2 separate regions of the Mus musculus genome follow, and region 2 is linked to region 1. A link is a contact called in public promoter capture Hi-C data. All regions are on one chromosome and are shown on one strand. The core of a region is the stretch at or near the end of the contact, and the rest is flanking DNA. Distances in the headings are between cores, read along the strand shown. Region 1 holds the start of Pms2 (PMS1 homolog2, mismatch repair system component). Region 2 overlaps Trrap (transformation/transcription domain-associated protein).

The links. Promoter capture Hi-C pulls out the DNA fragments that hold promoters and counts their contacts.
Region 2: a promoter capture Hi-C map of hippocampal neurons shows a contact between it and region 1, with 2.6 times the contacts expected there. The contact joins the enhancer-like site here to the promoter of Pms2 in region 1. A contact is called at or near these places in 6 of 39 promoter capture datasets (3T3-L1-derived adipocytes, the C10 cell line, cranial neural crest and 3 more) and 1 of 484 Hi-C or Micro-C datasets (cortical neurons).

What each region holds. Positions count from the first base shown.
Region 1 is chr5:143,906,542-143,912,592 of GRCm38.p6, forward strand. It overlaps Pms2 (PMS1 homolog2, mismatch repair system component), which reads left to right and starts at 3,460. Exons shown (of 15, transcript NM_008886.2): 1 at 3,460-3,538; 2 at 5,380-5,519. The coding sequence starts at 3,516. Aimp2 (aminoacyl tRNA synthetase complex-interacting multifunctional protein 2) reads right to left here and starts at 3,298. Exons shown (of 4, transcript NM_001172146.1): 1 at 3,040-3,298; 2 at 8-214. The coding sequence starts at 3,174.
Region 2 is chr5:144,843,109-144,849,159 of GRCm38.p6, forward strand. It overlaps Trrap (transformation/transcription domain-associated protein), which reads left to right. Exons shown (of 71, transcript NM_001081362.2): 62 at 96-260; 63 at 1,091-1,181; 64 at 2,307-2,506; 65 at 3,260-3,521. Among named protein-coding and RNA genes, the nearest start is that of Mir7039, 51 kb to the right of the region's middle. Within about 2 kb of position 2,488, at least 10 of the 459 cell types and tissues checked have an H3K27ac peak or open chromatin away from gene starts, as enhancers often do. A contact at or near this core is called in hippocampal neurons, where this site is marked.

The sequences.
Region 1 (6,051 bases), core at 2,210-4,709:
TTCTCACCTTTCCAAGCACGGAATTCAAGTCCAATGTGTTTGTGGCTAAAGTTGTGGGCTCATCAGCTTGCAGGATGTTGGTTACGTCCAAGTCTGCATCTGGGGTGTGAATCATCTTTGAAAGGCCATCGACTGCTGCCTTCAACTCATACAAGCGTTTTAAAATATCATCTTGGCGAGATTCAAGGGCTTGCAAAGAAGGCTCGGATGTTTCCTAAAGTTAGTTTATCACCAAATTAGTTTGCCACCAAATTTCCCCTGTCTAAAAACACACGGCTCAGTATATAAAAGGTGTTTTACTGGCAGTCCTGACAATGCATTCCATCACCCAGACCCCGCTGAAAGGAGAGACCCAGCTCCGACAAGTTGTCCTCTGGCCTCCACATGCATGCTATGGTAGGCGACCTCCTCCCCACCAAACAACCTCCTTGTTACGTGTTGTTCAGGATGACCTTGGGCTTCTGGGCTCATGTGATCTTCCTACGTAGGCCTCTCATTGTACCCAGAATCCTTTACTATCAGTAACAGGCTAGTTAAAAATACTTGGTTTAAGTCATGTATACTTATAATTCCAACATTTGGGAGGTTGTGGCAAGAGGATCAAGAGTTTACTGCCTCAGCTGTTGCATAGCAAGTTCCAGGCCAGCATGGGCTACATGAGACAGTCTCAACCACACACCTTCAAAGACTATGTCTGAATGAGCAGACAAAAGATGGGAGGAGGACAATAGAAAATAATTTGTTTAAGAAAGGGGAGAAAGGACCTCAAGGTTTTAAAAATTATTTTTATGTGTATAGGTGTTTTGCCTGCATGTCTGTCTGTGCGTGTGTGTACCACTGTGCCTGGAGGAGAGCAGAGAGCATAGGATATCCTGGTAGCAGGATTACAGTCAGTTGTAAGTCTCTCTATGGGTTCTGAAAACCAAATCCAGGCTCCCTGCAAGAGCAGAAAGGTGTTAAGCAGTGAGCCATGTCTTTCAGCCTGGAACTCAGGCTTTGAAGCACCCTCCAGTTTGGAAGCCTCTCCCTGGAGCAAGTGATCAAGTCTGAGCACTGCTTTAAGGCAGCACTGGCATTCTCCTATCTTGGTCATCTGGAGCAGTCACTACTGAGAGAGTAACTCCACAGAGAGCCAACAGCTCATCCTTTGTACCAACGCATCCTCTTTGCCAAGTACAGTCTGGCATGCATTAAGAAACCAATCACAGTTGCTATAGGCTTTATTTCGTTTTTCTACATTTATTATGTGTGCACATGTGACTGGAGGTCAGGGGACAGCACAGGGGCATTGAGTCTTTCCTTCCATGTAGATTCCAGGGGTCAAACTCAGATGCTCACTTATGGGGCCAAGACGGCGTCTAGCTGACGGACCACTGATCCATGTCTGCTCTTGTTTTCATAGTTCCGCAGCTGGACAACTGTTAATACCACCAGGTTCTGAATTAACCACTTCTCTCCCAGTGTAGGCAAAATCAGGGATGACAAGGATCAGGAGATGCCCACAGCGGCATCTCTTTACGTATTTATCCAAAATGCCCCATTTTCTATCTGCTGGAAATCTGGGCTGCGATAGATAATCAGTAGAAAACTGAAAGGGGTGGGGAAGAACGTAAAAGGAAGAGCGCGACAACTCCTAAGGTTGGAGGGTAAAGTTTATTGTAGATAAAAGGGAGAGCAGAGGCAGGGACAGCTGGAGAGTCCGGAGTGAACGTGGCCAGCCTGAGCTGGGACGTTGGCATAGCCAAACGGCTTAGTTATGTAGCAGCCAGAGGAGCTAGGGAGAGGGAAGCCCTGCTCAGTTCTGGGCTGGAGATTTCAGGGTAGGGGATGGGGTAAACCAACCAGGAGGCCCTGTCACTGGTAGAGACTGAGGGGTGCTGGGTGGACCTGAGGGCCAGTGTCTGCTTTGATATGTTAAAGGGCACCTCAGTTAGCCATTTGAGACCTAACAAATTTTAGTCTTTAGAAAACGAGATGGTGGGAGGCAGAGGCAGGTGAATTTCTGAGTTTGAGGCCAGCCTGGTCTACAGAGTGAGTTCCAGGACAGCCAGGGCTACACAGAGAAACCCTGTCTCGAAAAACCAAAATAAAAAAAAAAAAGAAAGAAAGAAAATGAGATCAAACAATAGTGATAAGCATGGTAAGATAATTGTTCTGAGTTAGGCAGGCACACACTTCTAACCCCAGCACTTGGAAGCTCTTTCTCCACTGGTGGAGAAAGGGCTCAAGATTATCTTTGGCTGTAAGAATCCCAGGACAGCCTGGGCTACAAAGGCACTGTTTCTGCCCCACACTCCCATGGCCAGGAAACACGAAAAAGGACCTCAACTTACTTAGAAACTGGAGACATCCAAATTAAAACTACATTAGGATGTCTCCATTATCCTGCTGGTAACAGCTTAAACCTGTATAACCGCTTTGAAAAAGAACTTAAAAAGTGGAAGGCAAACCTGCCCACTGGGCCAGGAATTCCATTCCTATACAGGCTATTTATGTTAGCTAGTCTATAAATTCCAGCGCCCATGAGTGAGGACCGGGCAGATAAATAAGCGGGGTGTGGCCAGGAACAAGATCACTCACTATCGTTATAACAAAATCTTGTACAGTATGCCAGACAACAGAACACATACTATGTTTCCAGACCATCAAGATTATATAGCTTAAAGATAGCCTCCACAACCTAACCGCGAAAAAAACAACACATAACTACAGTAAAAGTCGGGACCTCTTGTGGAAAAGTTAAACTGGGAAGGATGGGGCACTAAACCCGTCAACCTGGGTTATGGTAACCCTGGGATCGCTCTGAAAATTCCTCCGAATGAGCATTTTTCGTGTTGTTCACTTTTCTGTGCGCCTGGAGATCGTGACAGGAACCCACAGCAGCACTCATCTAGGAGGATTTTGTCGGACCCGGCCGCAGAAGGGACCGGGACCCTAGGCAGACACAGCGCCGGCGCGCTAGACTGGACGAGGGATAGGGCAGGGTGCGGCGCGGCACGAACGGCGCCTGCGCACCAGGCAGGGGCCGCACGCTCCTACCTGCACGTGGCCCGCGTCGGTGGCGGGGCTGGTGGTCTTGCTGTGCACGTTGGGGAGCCGGTACATGCAGGTTGGAAGCTCTACATGCAGAGGTGCGCTGCCTCCATGATAGGGCTTTACCTGGTACATCGGCATGGTGGGAACCCAAGGAAGGTAGCGGGCGAGGGACAGGAACGCTCAGAAGCCACCCAAGGCCACCTCAGACAGCAGCCGCCTTCTTTCTGACTCTGCTGCTGGCGTTCCGGAAAATGAAGTCCCCGAGCTTTCATTGGCCGGGCTGGTCTAACGTCACCAACTTGACCTTTGAGTTGGCCAATCACCGGTAAAGAGGTCTTGGCATGCCTTCGCTAGCCCGCCCGGAAGGGGCGGATCATATGTCAAAAGCAACCAATGGGTGTTCCAGGAGACGCGTCTTTTCCCGAGAGCGGCAGCGCCAACTCTCCCGCGGTGACTGTGACTGGAGGAGTCCTGCATCCATGGAGCAAACCGAAGGCGTGAGGTGAGCTGGACTTGTGGTCTCCGGGCGCATTCTATAGAGTTCCCGGTATCCCGGTCTCTTGAAAGGACCGGAAGTGGCTGAGGCGCGAGGCGGGCAAGCTCGCGGACTGGACCGGGTCCTCTGTGAGGAAGCTATTTCCTCGGCATCCTCCCGCCACAGGCCGTGCACTTGAAACCCAGCACGAAAATCAGTCGCCGTAGACAAAATTCGTTTCCGCTGTTTGTTTATTTATTGAGTCTTTATTCTTGAAGACTTGGGGAGGGAGGCTTAAAGGCTCACGCTGATCTTGCAGTCAATAGGGTTTTTAACTTTTATTATATTGAGGTGCTTCTGTGCGTTTGGTGTAGTGTTCACAGGCGGCATCATAGCAGTGAAGCACATCTTCGAAGGCCAGCACAGTTACATTCGGTGACAGATTTGTAAATGCAAATTTGCTGTCTGTATTTTAACCTTGTGATTTCCCCAGAGATCCTTTGCAGTTAGAACGAGTGCAAGTGTTTGTTTTGGTTTTTTGAGGTAGTGCTTTGAACTCGGGATCCTCCTACTTCAAACACCCGAGTGCTGTGATAACCAGCGAGGTTCTGTGCAAGGTAGATTGAAGAGAAAAGAGGTTGGTTGGTTTATTTCACCAGGGTTTTTGGAAGTCTACTATATGTCAGACCATATGGAAAATACCCTAAAATTGTTACTGCAAGGATGCACCTATGTTCTGTTATACTTTTATGGGGCATTTCATAGCCGGGAAACTATTTTTATGGTGACTAAACCGTAGGGGAATTAGTGATAGTAGATTGGGACCTTGTCGTTGCTAGACTTCAAACTTCATATGATAGGCAATGAGCACCACTAAAAATTTAAACCTAAAGATTTTTTTCGACTGGATTTGTAATTGTAAAAAGAAATTGGTGGGAATCAAGCCACACCTATAATCCGAGCAGGAACAGGCTCAGCAGGAGTTCATAGTTACCTTTAACGACATAGGGAGTTTGAGGGCGCTCTGGGCTACCTTGGAACCTGTGTCAGAGTGAACAAAACTGGTGGTAGCAATCAGGGTAAACTGGAGACAAAAAGGCGATTACCCTAGGCCAGCCAGGACAGAAAGAGACTTAACCCGTTCGCTGAGTGTGGTCGTGAGGTGGGACTATCATTTGGAGGCTGAGAATGAACTCTTGTCTCAAACATGAGCTCTGAGGACTTTCATCAGAGCAGTGTAGGCAGCATGGATTTGGGTACAGGTTTCAAAAGCAATTATGAGAATAGTTACATAGTTGGAAGATGATTTTTGTCAACCAGTATTTCCCACCAAACTTTGACTTTTTAAGAATTGTGAGCCAGGCGTGGTGGTACAAGCCTTTAATCCCAGCACTCGGTAGGCAGAGGCAGGCCGATTTCTGAGTTCGAGGCCAGCCTGGTCTACAGAGTGAGTCCAGGACAGCCAGGGCTATACAGAGAAACCCTGTCTCAAAAAACCAAAAAAAAAAAAAAGTGTAAAAAAAAAACCAAAAAAACTAATGTTGAAAAGTTATTCAACTTTTCAAGAATGAAGAACTCTGTGTTGTAAAAGAACTCTGTGTTATTGATCTGTCCCTTGAGGGTTACAACAGGTCTCCTCCATATAGATGCATGGATAATTAGATTTTTCAGTTTCAATTTTAAATACATATTAAACGAGTGTTAAAAGATTGGCGAGCATTCATATCTGCAAGTGAAATGAGTGTGTTCATATAATGAGTGGGTTAGGCTAACTAGTTACAGATCAGCCACTTACCAAGATTGAAGTATCTGCTCTGTCTAAGTATCGATTTTGTGTTTTGTGACTGGTTTGTTTCGTTTTGTTTTAGTACAGAATGTGCTAAGGCCATCAAGCCTATTGATGGGAAGTCAGTCCATCAAATTTGTTCTGGGCAGGTGGTACTCAGTTTAAGCACCGCTGTGAAGGAGTTGATAGAAAATAGTGTAGATGCTGGTGCTACTACTATTGGTAAGTTTGGGAAACTTCTTTTTTATAAAGATTAATTTATTCATTTTATATATGTGAGTACACTGTAGCTGTCTTCAGACACATCAGAAGAGGGAAGGCATCTGATCCCATTACAGACGGTTGTGAGCCACCATGTGGTTGCTGGGAATTGAACTCAGGACCTCTGGAAGAGTAGTCAGTGCTCTTAACCGCTGAGCCATGTCTCCAGCCCATGGTTTGGAAGAGTTTTAAGCAACAAGAAGTAATCATTTATGCTATTTATATCAGAAACGTTACTGGATTATTAGAAAACAAATACTGCTATACCTATTATTTTGATGTTAACAGTTGTGTGAAAGACTTTCCCAGGGGAAGCACAATACACACAACTCCCTACTGAGAGGGGGCTTCTTGACAGACCGAAAACGTAACGTACCACACTCTAATTTGGTGAATTAATGTGTTTGCATTGACAATGCTGACAGAAGTATGGATGAGGGATTATTTACGGGATCAATAGTAATTCAAAAGCAGCTGTATTACCAAACCGCCC
Region 2 (6,051 bases), core at 1,238-3,737, 940 kb after region 1:
TCTCCCTCATGGTCGATAACACTATTTCATTTAAGGTTGGGACCTCCATTGAGGCTCTCAGATTTCATATAACTAAAACTTGTCCTCTGCTTTAGGTGCTGTGGCTTCTGAGTTTCGATGATGACAAAAACACGCTGGCGGATGCTGTAGACAAGTACTGCATCGGTGTACCTCCCATCCAGTGGCTGGCGTGGATCCCGCAGCTGCTCACCTGCCTGGTGGGCTCTGAGGGCAAGCTGCTGCTGAACCTCATCAGCCAGGTGGGGACAGTGTCAGGGATGCTGGCTCCTAAGGAGTGCTAGTGGTGTAAGTTAGACGGGGTTAGCGCCTCACAGCTCCTCCTGAGTGAGCAGGTGCCAGCTGTGCCCAGCACGCCAGGCAGCACCTCTCCAGTTGATTCTGTCCTCATGGGATTGTCTTGTGATTCCTGGAGAAGACTTGGTTTTTCTTGAGATCACATAAGCGATCCTCGAGACCCAAGTTTGACCTAGAGCTTAGCTGCCTGGTTACTGTCTCAATGTGTCCTCTATTGTCGCCCATGCAGTGGCTGCACACAGAAGCAGGTGTTCTGTGGCACGTCTGAAAGGTCTGAGTGATAGAGTGTCCTCTTGGTCACAAGCTAGTATGGTAGAGCTGGCACCTGCCACCTTGCCTCCGTGTTTGTTTGACTCCTGCAGTTGCATGAACCAGAGCGGCCTTTAGTGGGCTTGCCCTTTAGTTGGAGGCTTGTGCACAATCCCATGACTAATGGATACACAGGGAGTCTCACTGGTTAAGATCCGGAGCCAGTGTTTCCTGCTTTCCTCAGATTTGCTGAAGGAAATGAGTATGGTATCTGCCAGGAGTGGTCGGTTGCCAGGTAGAACTTATGAGATGCATGTGTGATCTGTTGGGGTTTTAAACAAGCTATTCCATCTGTTGGTCAGCAACTTTATATATTACATCAGTTGCTTGGTGTTGGCCTCTTTGACCCAAGTGCACAACAAAAACCCATTCACTGCTTGCATACAGTTACTCTCCCTACAAATTGTCCACTGCCCAGAACTCTCCCGTGGAACAGTGCAGTTGACTCCTTGCTGTCTCCCAGCAGGTTGGACGGGTATATCCCCAGGCTGTCTACTTTCCCATCCGGACTCTGTACCTGACCCTGAAGATTGAGCAGAGGGAGCGCTACAAGAGTGGTATGTTGTGGCTGGGGTGGCTGGCAGGGGGCTCCGAGGGCTCGTGGGGAGTACCCCAGATCATCACCATAACAGGTGGGCTACCCATCTCACCACTGTGATAGGCACACCCCTGCCCACAGCTCCCCTCCCACATGTAGTCAGGCTTCTTTTTGGTCAGGGCCAGAGGACCAAGCCTAATGGCTGAACAGTGTGTGGCAGGAGGGTAGGTGTTCATGGGATGACTTATTGGAGATAGAGTGAAGCTGGTGAGGTCCCCACTGTGGGAAAGCCTCAACAACCAAGATGTCAGTGTGTAAATGTGCTGTGGACCTGCTGAGGGCCTTGAGCTGTCAGCAGTCTGCTCTCTAGATGATCCTAAGAACCAAGAGCAGGACTTTGACTCTGCCCTGACCAGCCTTGATGAGCAAAGACCTGACTTTATGGTGTGGGTGCTTGGTAAGCACGGTGCCTCATAGCCAGTCAGCTTCCACACATGGCACCAGAGCCTCTGCCGGGGAGAAGGATCAAGTGTGTGTGTGTGGGGGGGCCGGGGGGAGCACAGTGACGTCAGCTCTTTGGCTTGGTCATCAGAAAATTAAGGTTAATTAAGTTCCTGGCTAAATATAGTGATCTTAAACCAGAAAGCTGGCCATGCAGTGTTCTGTTCTATAGTGTATTTCTCAGAGGTGACTATTTTTCAAAAATGTCATTTTGCAAGTGGGGGGTTGGCCTTCCTGGATGAAGTATTTAGATCAGTTTTTTAGATTCTTCGAACTTTTGTAGCAAGGAATATGTTGGGAGATGATTTTCCAAATATTTTATATCAGACAGCAGATGACACAGGGGCTCAGAGAGCCATGAGCCTTACCTGCTAGGACTCTCGGGTGGCAGGCAGTCTGTGGGCACACACGCTAGCTTTTCCCTGGGCCACCTGTATTCAGGGCAGAACTAATCTGCTCTCCACTCTTCGGTCAAGCGGGACAGTTGTTCTTAGAACCAGGCCATCTTCACCCTGTCCCTGGGAGGAAAGGTCTTGTCCCACCGTGGCAGGAACCGGCCTTCTGTGGCCAGTGGGTCCTGTATTGCGCTGAGGTGGCATCGTGGGTCTTGCGCTGACGTTGGCGTTGTGTGTGTTGCTCTCAGATTCTGGACAGCAGCAGCCCAGTTCAGCGGGTAACCAGTCCCATTCTGCGTCAGATCCAGGGCCCATCAGAGCGACAGCGCCCATGTGGCGCTGCAGCCGGATCATGCACATGCAGAGGGAGCTGCACCCCACCCTCCTGTCCTCCCTGGAAGGCATCGTCGACCAGATGGTCTGGTTCAGAGAGAACTGGCACGAAGAGGTAGGCGCCCTGGCTCTGCGGCCGCTGCCTCCTGTAGAGGGAGTGGATGGTACCAGCCGTGTCTGCAGACATGGCTGTGCTCAGACCGGGGTGTCTGATCAGCACAGCTCTTTACAGTTGATGTCACCGTGGATTAGGTAAATAGCTCTCCAGACAGCAGTGCAGCTTCAAGGCATTGAAATATGACGGCCGAGGGTGTTGTAGCTCAGTAGGTAGAGTGCTCGCCAGGAGTACACAGAGCCCTGGGTTTCATCCCAGCGCCTCATCAGCAAGCCATAGTGGTCCATTCCTGCAATCCTGGCACTCAGGAGTCCCAGGCCAGCCTGTGTCCCTGTGACAAGGAAATGGAGCTAATAAGGCTCCTTGCTACCGTGCGCACCTTCATGGCCTCAGTTCCTTTCTAACTGCTGCTGGTGGCTCCTGTGTGAGGGACAGGCTGTGGCTGTGGCTGTGGCTGTGGCAGTGGCAGTGGCAGTGGCAGTGGCAGTGGCAGTGTGTGGGTTTCAGCCTTGCTTCCACTCTGCTATCTCCCTAAGGGCAGTCACTTGAGCTGGGGACAGACTACCACTCACTTTCCTGCCCAGCAGTGTGTCCTGCCGGGCTCTGGCCAGTTCCATGTGGCCGTGAGAGTTTGTAGGTAATGTGGTGCCCACCGAGTGTCAGTAAAGGTGTGTATGGGCTTGACATGGCACGGGCCGCACCGGCTGCCTGCCACGCTGCCCTCTGACTCATGGTCTTTGTCTCTTCTGCTAGGTGCTCAGGCAGCTCCAGCAGGGCCTGGCAAAATGTTACTCTGTTGCCTTTGAAAAGAGCGGTGCAGTATCAGACGCCAAGATCACCCCTCACACTCTTAACTTTGTCAAGAAGCTGGTGAGCACTTTCGGGGTCGGCCTGGAGAATGTGTCCAACGTCTCAACCATGTTCTCTAGTGCGGCCTCCGAGTCCCTGGCCCGCCGCGCACAAGCCACCGCCCAGGACCCTGTCTTCCAGAAGCTGAAGGGCCAGTTCACCACAGGTAGGCTTGCCTGCGCACACGCTTGTTAGACTTTGTTTCTTTTCTTTTCTTTTTTTTTTTTGTGTGTTTTTGTTTTTGTTTTTGTTTTTTTCCGAGACAGGGTTTCTCTGTGTAGCCCTGACTGTCCTGGAACTCACTTTGTAGACCAGGCTGGCCTCGAACTCAGAAATCCGCCTGCCTCTGCCTCCCAAGTGCCGGGATCAAAGGCGTGCGCCACCATGCCCAGCTCTTTTTTCTGAGCCATCTCTCCAGCCCATAAATCATTTTTTTAAATATTTTTTTAAGATTTGTTTATGTATGTGAGTACATTGTCATTTTCTTCAGACACACCAGAAGAGGGCATTGGATCCCATTACAGATGTTTGTGAGCCACGATGTGGATGCTGGGAATTGAACTCAGGACCTCTAAAAGAACAGCCAGTACTCTTAACCGCTGAGCCATCTCTCCAGCTAGACTTTCTTAAAACATAACCTCAGGCCAGGTGTTGTGGTGTACATTTTGTTTAGATCCCAGCACTGAGGCAGAGGCAGGCAGATCTCTGTAAGCTCCAAGACAGCCTGGTCTACATATCAAGTTATAGTGAGAGCCTGTCTCAGTACTCAAACGTAAGGAGCCCATGACTGTCAACAGTCTGACTCCATATCTTATTTCTCACTGAAGGGCTAGAATTTGACCTTCAGAGAAAAGGGAAGGTTTTCAGCCCAAACCCTTGCCTTCCTGCGCTTGGTTTTGGGGGAAAGTTTTAAGTTGACGTGGAGAATTTTAAAGATTAAAGTGCAGGCCTCAAAGCAACAAGTGGGGTACAGACTTGCAGGAGGCAGGATGATGGGGGACCAGGTGAAGGCATTTTCTTTCCTAGAAGTCCCCTCCCCAGGCCTCTCTTGTCTCATCTGAGGGAACCTCCCCACTCCCTAAGTCAAGTGTGTGTTTGCGTGACACAGTGCCTTCTCCTATACACAACTTACCCCAGACAGATCTCTCTAACTCTCTGATTGGCCTGTAGGTATAGGAACACGATTTGCCTCGGTTTCTCAAAATCAAATGAAACATCTTGCTTGCGGTTTTTTTTTGGTAATTCTCTGAAGAAGTGCTTTATTTACGGATATACTGCAACCGTGGGGGCGTGGTGCAGCTCTCTTCTGTCTCTCTCAAGCTGGCTAAGTACTCAACCAGGGGGCCACACGCCCCAGACCCTAAAACTCTAGTCATTTTTAAAGCCTTACTATTTTTAAAGGATGCAATTAAAACTCTGTATTATGTGTGTACCTATAGTAGATACCTGTTAATTATGCAAGTTGCTTTACCGGTCAGCCTACTGTGATTCCACCTGGCATGCAGGTGTGACCTGTCACCTCACCAGGTGGTCTCCTGTGTGTGAACTGTAAGGTGCTTGAGGGTAACACAGCCTGCCTCAGCTGTAAGGTGCACTGAGCCTGTAACCCTGCACTCAGTACGGTCTATTCACACACAGAGACATCACACAGCTACAGCTAGAAATAATAAGAAAAGAAAAGGAAGTAGGGAGCTATACCAGGGAGCTGTTAGCTAAGAAGTCTGCAGTGCCATCACCCTGTTGAAGAGGGAAGCTCCTGAAATGAGCAGGGGTAAAAACCCATCACAGTGTCCTTAGACACTGAGGATCCGTCTGTTCTTACCTGCAGCCTCAGTGCCTTTATCCAGAACGTCAGATTCTCCCGTCACATGTAGTCTGCAAGAGATTCAGTCACAGACTGAAGCAGTTGTGTGGGTCTGTGTTCTGCCTTGTGCCTGGGGTGTGTGGACACCGCTCAGGCAGACACAATGCAAGGGCACTAGGCTACTTCCCATTCTCGATACCATTGGGGTGCCAGGCTTGTGGAATGCCAACATCCACTCAGGAGATGGAAGGTGGCCCCCCAGCCCGGGTGAGAAAAAGTGCAGGCAGGGGCCGAGGCTGTGGTTCCCAAACTACCAGGCATTCAGATGGGAATGGGCCCCGAGGATCGGCAGTGAGCCTAGGGCTGGGGGAGTCTAACTTAGTGAAAGGCTGAGTGTCTGGGGCTAGGAGAGGCCTTTTGTAGGAGACTTAGCTGGTGTGGCTTGGTAACAAGGTTCCCCCCACGGAGGTTTTGATGAGAGACAGTCCTGCTTGTCCAAACTGTTTAGTGAAAGATGGATGTATACAACTTACTCAGGGTGGGCCAGAGGTTAAATACCTTTATAAAGGGGAATGTTGGGAAAGAGAAGCTTAATTGGCTAAATCCTCTGGGCAGCCCATCTAGATACCTCATCAGCGTGGAGAACTCTGGGCTCCATGCCACGTGACCAGATGCCATGGTCTTCCCAGTGGAACGTGGGAGACACTTGCTCCAGGACAGGAACCATTCTCGATTACGAGATTTGCCTTGGTTCCTCAATCTGCTCCACCTTACCAGTTTTCTGTTTGGTGACCTGGTTCCACTTGACTCACACTAGATCTCAAACCCCAAAAGAAGTGAGAATCACAGTGTTTGTTCAGCTGACAGCCAGAGTTGAATGACTGTAGCGTGA